2 separate regions of the Hordeum vulgare genome follow, and region 1 is linked to region 2. A link is a contact called in public Hi-C data. All regions are on one chromosome and are shown on one strand. Each heading gives the region's core, a stretch centred on a gene start, on an enhancer-like site or on the middle of the called end of the contact. The rest is flanking DNA. Distances are from core to core; before and after follow the strand shown. Region 1 holds the start of LOC123425464 (MFP1 attachment factor 1-like). Region 2 holds the start of LOC123425461 (vesicle transport protein GOT1-like).

What was found. Hi-C and Micro-C count contacts between places; a contact is called where the count stands out from the background.
Region 1: a contact with region 2 is called in a Hi-C map of leaf, with 8 times the contacts expected there. The contact joins the promoter of LOC123425464 here to the promoter of LOC123425461 in region 2. A contact is called at or near these places in 2 of 6 Hi-C or Micro-C datasets (leaf and seedling) and 1 of 1 datasets of contacts at active chromatin or transcription factors (embryo).

Annotation. Positions count from the first base shown.
Region 1 is chr2H:119,875,907-119,880,433 of MorexV3_pseudomolecules_assembly, forward strand. It overlaps LOC123425464 (MFP1 attachment factor 1-like), which reads right to left and starts at 1,413. Exons shown (of 1, transcript XM_045109170.1): 1 at 510-1,413. The coding sequence starts at 1,322. The coding sequence ends at 828.
Region 2 is chr2H:119,690,748-119,695,591 of MorexV3_pseudomolecules_assembly, forward strand. LOC123425461 (vesicle transport protein GOT1-like) reads right to left here and starts at 1,538. Exons shown (of 7, transcript XM_045109166.1): 1 at 1,413-1,538; 2 at 1,089-1,159. The coding sequence starts at 1,119.

The sequences.
Region 1 (4,527 bases), core at 163-2,662, 190 kb after region 2:
ACTACTAGTAGTACATGTTACTATGCTAGTTGCTGTCTTGGATGCAATGTTAGCAGCTCCATTCAGCCAACCAAAAACTGACTAGCATTGATCTATCCTAACGTAGAAATGAAATACTGTAGTTTAAAGTTAAATAAACACCCAAAAACACTTATAAACCCATGCGTGTTTTGGAAAACAATATGCGCCTATTTTCAACTCAAAATAGATAGTACTCCCTCCGTCCCAAAATAAGTGACTCAACTTTGTACTAACTTCAGCATAAAATTAGTGCAAAGTTCAGTCACTTATTTTGGAACGGAGGGTTTACTTAATCAGCTCAGCAATATACTACTTTCAACAGAATGAAACCTAAAGAACCAATGACTACTCCCTCCGCCCCATAATATGAGATGTTATTACAAGACAGAGGGAATACAGTACCTAAGAACTAACGCCGTCCAAGTCCATAAGATTAATGGGCCAAAGCACGCACTGCTACACCATCCAAACGAGAACAAACTCAACACTGAAGGAACAAGCATACAATTAGCACCATTAGTACAAATATTCATTGGTACAATCTGCTTGCAATCTACTGCAGGCGTTACAGATGACCTGATGAATCATTCATGCACACCTTAAGGACAATGATGCACCCCTGATAGGCTGATATGGCTTAAAGTTTGTAGCAAGGTACCAGGTTCATGAAACAAACATCAATTCCCCATCTCATAGGCATCTCTAGTAAAGTAGTAGTAGTAGAAGTAGTAGTAACAATAGATAATCTCCAACGAAATGCCAAAATAGCAGCACATCTTAGTGGATCAAAGCTCGGAGCTAGCACCTTACTCCTCCGTTGGGGGCGGAGCAGTCGCCGACGAACCCTCAGACTCTTCAGCGCTCGGCTCCGCAGGGGTCCCTGCAGCGGCGGTGGCAGTGGCGCGCGACTTGGCGAGCTCGAGGAGGCGGCGGCTGACCTCCTTGGAGTACGCCTGGAGGACCTCGATCCCTTCCTCCAGGGAGGCTGGGGAGGCGGCGGCTGACTCCGATGCGGCCGCGAAGGCCTCGGCCTCGACTTCGGCGGCGGCGGCCTCGGCCTCCGGCTCCGGGATGGCGCCGTAGCGCTGGGAGAGGACGCTGGGCGCGGACAGGGTCTGCACGACGCGCCGCACAACGGCGTCGCGCGTGCGCTGCGACGGCGGCCAGATGCTGAGCGACGGGAGCAGCGTCTCCGGCGAGGCCTTCTCTGCCGACGCCGGAGGGGTAGCGGCGTCGGCGGAGGCTTCGGTGGGCGCGGGGTGGACGCCCTCGGCGCCGGCGTTGGGGGCGTCCTCGGCCATGGTGTGGAGAGCAGAGAGGGAGAGATCTGTGGCGTGGAGTGGGAGGAGAGCGAGCTGTGCTTCTGGTCTGTGGGGTGGGTTGGAGACTTGGTAGGTTGGGTCTGGTTTGGTTCGCGTCACGGGTGAGGGTGACGGCTCACGTGTCCCGTCAAGTGAAGAGTGAAGTCTGTTTTAAACCTTTAGATTGTAGAGCTCGTTTAAAATGAAGTCTTATCTTTAAATCCGTAAAGTTTGCACCCTGTTTTTTTAATCCCGGTTGTTTTCAACCCTTAGCCAATCCTAGACCTGTTTGTAAGCACAATCCCGATGGAGATCGCTCATTTCTCTGAATGACAACATGGGCCTATGTGTCATCTTCATCTTCTTCATCTATGTCTCATCTTCTCTTTCTCCCTTGGCGTGAGCCCATGCAAACCGGGCAGCAATGCAGCGTAGTTGGTTCTTGTGCGCGGACTGGGTGACTGTATCGGCCACATTTAGGAGCGCTCGAGAGGAGGTGCCGTCCATCTGATCTCCAGTTCTCCACAACGATCTAGCTCTTGGATATTACTATATGCAAAGCGGCCCGTTCGCAATGCTACAGCCGAGTACGAATGTGCAAACACATAAACAGTAGAACGCATACACGTATGCAATGTATAACTAACCATCAACGCACGATTGCATGATCAATCTTGTACGTGCCTTTCTTCACATCATCGATTCCAATCAACAAAGCCCGGTCGCCGCCGCCATGGGCCGCGCCGCTGCACGAGGCATCCTCTCTCCTGGTGTGGATCATATCTGCAGCCTGACTACCAATGACGCAAGCAAGCAACGCAGCGAAGCAGCAACAGCAAAGCAACCAGCATGCAGACGCCCGGTCGGCGATCGGAGGTAGGTGGCCGCTGGACGCACACATCTGGAGGGAGGCGGCGACTGCTCCGACGGCTCGCAGCTGCGGCTAGCCTGGAGCACGGCTGGGCACTGAGAGCTGCCTGAGGGAGGACGTCCGGCCACCACCACGATGTGCCCGATCGTAGACGGCGAGCGGCACGGCGTCGCCGAGGTCGCGTGCTCCAGGGCCTCGTTCTCGATCCCGGTGGCCAGACACAGAAGGTGGCGAATTCGATCATGCTCTGCCTCCCGAGCAACGGCAGGACCGGGTTCAACATCGACGGCGTGGGCGCGGTCATTTTTGTCGGCTGCGTGTTCTTCCTCGTGCCCCTAGCGGACCGACTGTCCATCACGATGCTCGGCATCCCGATCTGGAAGCCCTTCGCCAGGAACCCCGGCTACTTTGTGACCGGACCGCCAGCAACGGTGTCGCCATCGACAAAACGCGGGTGGCTACCTCCGACGCAGTCGTAGTCGGGCTCTTCACCATGATCAGCAACTGCAATGTGTGTTCCACCATCAACATGTTGCCGCCGTTCACACATGGCGAGTTGTCTGGCTCTGGCGTGATGGGAGACTACACATATCAGTTGTAGAGCTTGATCCTGATCAGGATCATCTTTTTCCCTGTGTGCCAAACGGGTCAAGGGTTGAGATAGGCTGGGATTCTTGAGTACAGGGTATAGATTTCAGGGGTTTAAAGGTGAGGGTTCGTTTACGACGAGGTCTACAATCTCAAGGTTTAAAACAAACATCACTCTCACGTGAACACGACCAGCGTGCGCCGTGCGCCCATGGGTTTTACTATCGAGGCGGTATATGGGCTGCAGGGTCGTCTGATGCTGTCTCACTCCCACATTCCGTTTTGTTGCGTGAAGAAAGGCAAAATCACTCATTGGATCTTCCATGGGTTTTTATTTTTTTTATAGAGGGAGTACTAGAGAGGTACTTCTTGACAGCGGGGTAAAAATAAATCATGAAAAATCTTCCATCTTCGGTCAGGATTGCCCGCAAGGGGTACGGATAGTATAAAAATTACTCTGGAATTTTAAAACGAATCTCTCAGCGACCGGTATCTGGGTATGCCTACAGATATGGATCACCCGAAGAATGGGTGTTCAAATATTTGCTTGATCGAGTATGGAAAAAGTTAGAGGGTGGATGCAGAAAATCTTGTGTGCAGCAGGGAAAGAGGTGTTGATCAAATCAGTGGCGCGGGCCATCCCAATGTACTCAATGCAATGTTTTCGCTTACCCCCGCGGCTTATGTGATAGTGTAACATCTTTGATCAAACAGTTCTGGTGAGGAAGTAAGAAGGGAAACGAAAACCGACATGGATAGCTTGGGATGTGATGACAAAGCCCAAACACTTGGGCGGACTTGGCTTTCGCGATCTAGATATTTTTTAATCTAGCTCTTCTCGCCAAGCAATCTTGGCTTATGATACAAAACCCATATGCTCTTAGCACGTGGATTCTGAAGGATGCATACTATCCGCACTCGTCCATCTTTGAGGCTGATTTGGGAGCTCACCCCTCGTAGATTTGGAGAGCTGTTTTGGATCGAACAGATGTGCTTCAAGGACTAATAAAGTGTATTCATGATGGGGAGTCTACTAACATCTGGAGTGACAACTAGATCCCTCGGGATAGTATCAGGAGGCCTATAACATCGCTTGTTCCTGATCCACCAACAAGGGTGTTTGAACTCATTCACCATACTACTAGCTCCTGGAATGTACACCTCATCGGGTCGGTCTTTATACACATTGATGTGGAAGCAATCCTGAAAATTCCCCTTTATACAAGGCAAATACCGGATTTTTGGGCATGGAGTAAGGAGGGAAGGGGCCTCTTCACAGTTAGGAGCGCTTGCATAATGATTCAAAGGACTAAGCTGAATAGAGAAGCATGGTTGTATGGTGAAGAAGGATCCTCCTACACTAATTATGACAGCAGAGAATGGACAAACCTGTGGAAAATCACGATGCCATCTAAACTGAAAACCTTCTTCTGGCATTTGGCGCAACATTCAATACCTACCATGGGTCTTTTGCACCACCAGTCTTGAGGAGCACTTGGGCTTTGGCGTCGAAATCAATTATTGATCAGCTAAATGATAATGTCAATGATGATGCAAAGAGATGGCTCTTTGTTATGCACAAGAAGTTATCTGAAGATAAGTTCACCACTTTCGTGGTCACATTGTGGGCCTCATGGGGAGCTCGCCTATAACAGCCCGAGACCGACACTCCACAAGATTCCCTTTTTTATTCTGTTGCCTCCTTGTGTTTATTTGCTTGATGCATTCATCATCGCATCATGTGCA
Region 2 (4,844 bases), core at 288-2,787:
TTACAGTCATACTGAGCATTTAGCATCTACTGATTATATCTTCCTGACAACTTGTTCAACAACGAATGACCAAACAGGAAAACACCGAACACCACGAGTGGTTCTTATTCTGAACAGATGCCATGCACCTAAGCCCAAGTTAATTTTGTACACATCTGTTTGACAAACATTAGAAATCACACTGATCTAATCCTACACAGAGGCAATGAGAGAGGAATAGTTTGCCACATTCAAATAGTGGACCAAAAACATTTATGCAACGACATCATGATCATACTAACGGCAAATAATTTACACTAAGCAAACCCTGAGACAAGACATCGCTGAATTTGGGACAGATTCAACACACCAAACCAATACTGTTAACTTGCACAGTGAACCCATCGGACTGTAAAATTAAGCATAGAAGAATTTGTACACCAACTGCTATATTTAGCAGTTAGCAACTATTAGATGGTGCCTCCTGATTATTACTACCTGAAAATGTGTACACCAACCAATGACCAAGCAGTAAAATACCGAATAGCATGAGTGGTTCTTATTCTGAACAGATGTCATACTCATAATCGCTAGTTAATTTTCTACACATCTGTCTGCCAAACATGAAACATTAGAAATCACACACTTCTAATCCTACCCAGAAGCAATGATAGAAGAATAGTTTTGCCACATGTAAACAGTGGACCAAAAGAATTAACGCAACGACATCATACCAACAGCGAATAATTCACACTAATCAAACCCTGAGATAAAACATCGCTGAATTTCGGCGAGATTCTACACACCAAACCAATACTGCTAACTTTGACAGTAAACCCATCGGACTGTAAAATACGGAGCAGAATTCGTAGCAACCAAGGCGCGAATCACCATTGGATCAGTTGTAGCTACAGAAAACAAAACAACCATCTCAATCCCCTACGGCTTTCGACACCAGAGCAGCAGACGGGGCCAAGTGCGAGACGAATAATTTACGAGACTGGCGAGAGAGCAAACACCTCCCAATCTCGCAACGAACGACACACGAATCGCGCTAGAAGGAGAGAGGGAGAAGGAAGGGGGAGGGGGGCGGTTGTGGAGTCACGTACTCTTGCGGTCATTCATGTCGAAGGAAACCATCGCGCCCGCCCGCCGCCACACGCGCGCGAGCAGCGACCGCCTGCAACAGCAACGAAGGACAGAAGAACCATGTCAGAGGATCAAGGCGCTGCAGCATCAGGACTCCACGAAACAATGTACCAAAACCCAAACCCGGCCGGAAACCAGACACGCGCCGCGCCGCAACGGAATCGACCAAATCAACTCGCACGCACACCGAGAAACCTCGGGAAACGCACGCGGAATGGAGGAGAGGGGATCTCGCGCTCCCGCGAGCGAGTGATCAGGGGGTAAGCAGAAGCACGCGCACGCACCTCTGTCGAACGCCCCGAAGAGCGCGGCGCCGGCCGGAGACGGCGAAGTCGAGGGGGGGAGCGGCGAGTGGCGAGAGACGAGAGTCGGTTCGGGGCTTCAGGCCGGGGGTGCGAATGAACGGAACGGTTGTCGCGGAGAAGAAGCCCTTCTCCGTTCTTATTTGCGGGGTCGGACGCGAGCCCGTGCCGTCGGATCGGTCGGCGCGAGCGGCCGAGGGTGCGATCGGACGGCCATGGCCGGTTCAAAACGGCCGTTGGGCTCGTGCGGCGCTGAGCAGAGGAGGGCCCGCGGTGGCTGGGTGCGCGTGGCGGGCTGGACTTGCTTGCCCTTGAAGTAGCACGTCTCTTCGGCTCGAGGGTTTAGGGCGATGAGGCCATCCGGCCAATGGGGATGGTACAAGTGGAATGTCCTAACAAGATTGTTTTTTTACTGAATACCATTACCATCAATGCACTTTATTAAGGCTCAAACGATTAACAATATTTTTGAAAATAAAAGTAAACTAGGGGATCTTCATCCCAAAACATTTTAGTGCATCTTTTATCTGCAAGAATTGCGAAACACAACAATATATTTTTAAGAACATAGTGAGATGTCACCTTAATTACTACTCGTACTACAAGATTGTAAACGTGCTTGGTTGTGTTGTGCATAGGAAATACATAAGATTCTTTCAAAGAGGTTTGGAGTGGATGAAAAGTTTTCTATGAATCCTAAGGACAATTTCCTATAATTTGCAATCCTACAAATCAAACAACCCGCATAGGAAATATTTCATTTGAGAGTCCTTTGAATAAAAAAGAAACCCTTAGAATTCGAATGATAGGAGAATCCAGCTAAATTGTGCACCACTCTATTTCTATCCCAAGGGCAATAAATAAAAAGGACTAAAGCGGTTCTAGCCGCTTTCTAAAACCTTTCGGCTAAGATAGTCGTATAGGAAGTCCAAATCTCAGTCGATCCACCACATGCTTGAATAGCTTCCAATGTGCCCGACTCCATTGTAACATTTTTTGGATCCCAATTTCTCAATAAGCTCCACATATCTCTAGATAGCTATTGTTGGTTGCAAGATTCAACAAGTTTGAAGATAAACGGGATGCTCCCGCCTTCGCTTCTCTATGGTACTTTATATGATTGTTGACACATCACCAAAACCATTAGGAAATTACTCATACGTCTCTAATGTATCTACTTTTTCAAACACTTTTGTTCTGGTTTTGACCTTTAATTTACATGATTTGAATGAAACTAACCCGGACTAATGTTGTTTTCAGCAGAACTACCTTGATGTTATTTTTCTGCAAAAATAAAAGTTTTTCAAATTGGACAAAACTTTTTATGCATTATTTATGGCATTTATAAGGAATTATGGAGCGAAGACTTGTCAAAGGAGGTGTGCCAAGGGGGCACAAGCCAATAGGGCGCCCGCTAGGTCGCACCCTGATGGCTTGTGGGGCCCACGTGGCTCCTCTGGCCCTAATTCCAGTCGTAAAAAATCACATCTTCGAAGAAGAAAATCCAGAGAGAAGTTTTCATTGCGTTTCACGAGACGAAGCCGCCGCCACCTCCTGTTCTTCCTCCAAAGGGCTGATTTGTAGTTTGTTTGGGGCTCTCGAGAGGGGGATTCATCGTCATCGTCATCACCAACCCTTCTTCATCAGTACCGTCATGATGCTCACCACTGGGAGTGAGTAATTCCTTTGTAGGCTTGTTAGACGATGGTGGGATTGGATGAGATAGATCATGTAATCGAGTTAAGTTTGGTTGGGCTTGATCCCTGGTATCCACTATGTTGTGAGATTGATGTCACTATGACTTTGTTATGCTTAATGCTTGTCACTAGGGCCTCAGTGCCATGATTTTAGATCTGAACCTATTATGTTTTCATGAATATGAGAGTGATTTGGATCATATCTTGCAAGTTGTAGTTACCTATTATGTGTCTTGATCCGCATACCCCAAGATGACAATAATTGGGATTCTTTCCGATGACTGTTGTAGTTTGAGGAGTTAATGTATTCATCATGTGTTAATGCTTTGTTCTGGTTCTCTGTTAAAAGGAGGCCTTAATATCCCTTAGTTTCCAATAGGACCCCGTTGCCAGGGGAGGGTAGGACAAAAGATGTCATGCAAGTTCTTATCGCAAGCATGTATGACTATATACGGAATACATGCCTACATTATATTGATGAATTGGAACTAGTTCCGTGTTGCCCTAGTGTGTAACTGTTACATGATCAATGTCATCTAGATCATTATCCATCACCGATCCACGTGCCTATGCTTTACATATACTGAATCTTGCTAAGTTACTACTGTTGCTGCTGCTGTCACACCTGCTACTTAACTGTTACCGTTACTACTGTTACCAAAGTTGCTGCTATTATTGTTACTGTTACTACTATATTTTGTTGTGCTACTAAATCCTTGGTGCAGAGTGGTATCCCAGGTGCGATTGAATTGACAACTCAATTTTTACATCCAATAGATATTCTTTGGCTCCCCTTGTATCGAATAAATAAATTAGTGTGAAATACTACCCGTGAAGACTCTCGCGATCCCCTATACTTGTAGGTTATCAAGAACTTTTTCTAGTGCCGTTGCTGGGGAGTATAGCTTTATTTATTGTGTTGACTTGAGGATATCCAATTGCCACTATGAAGAATTTGAAAGATAATCGAACTAACATCATCCCCTCTCGCATGAGAGGAGGTAAGGAACTGTCATCTAACTCTGCTTTTGATTCACCTACTATTTTGAACCAACTTGTTACACCACCACCTGTTGATCGTCCTGATATGTCACATGAACTTGATGATGTTACTTCTGAAATTAATTATGATACTATTGCTACACGTGCTGAAACAGAAATTGTGCCATGATACTTGTGATCTGCATTGGGATTCGTGTGAAGAGGAACGGGTTATCGCAACACAATGTGGGTAAGTATTTCCCTCATTTATGAAACCAAGGTTTATAGAACTAATAGGAATATCAACCACAACTATCTTCAGCGGCTGCACACAAAAGAACAAGCAACTTGCACCCAACGCGGGCAAGAGGCTTGTCAATTCTCTTGTCTTGTTATTTGCAAGCAAGTGAGGTGTGTAGATAATTGTAGATAGCTAGATAAAATAAAAACAAGTAAATGGCAGCAAGGTAATGAAGGTTTTATTAATATGTTGTGAATAGACCTGGGGGTCATAGCTTTCCCTAATGGCATCTCTCATGAAAAATAGCATACGGTGGGTAAACAAATTACTGTTGTGCAATTGACAGAAAAGTGGATAGTTATGTGATACGTGTGCAATGTATCTATATTTTTTTATTGTTCCATGCTGATATATTATAATTCTAGAATACTTTTGGGGTAGTTATTTACCATTTTATATTATTTTTGAGCACTAACCTATTACCCCAGTGCCTAG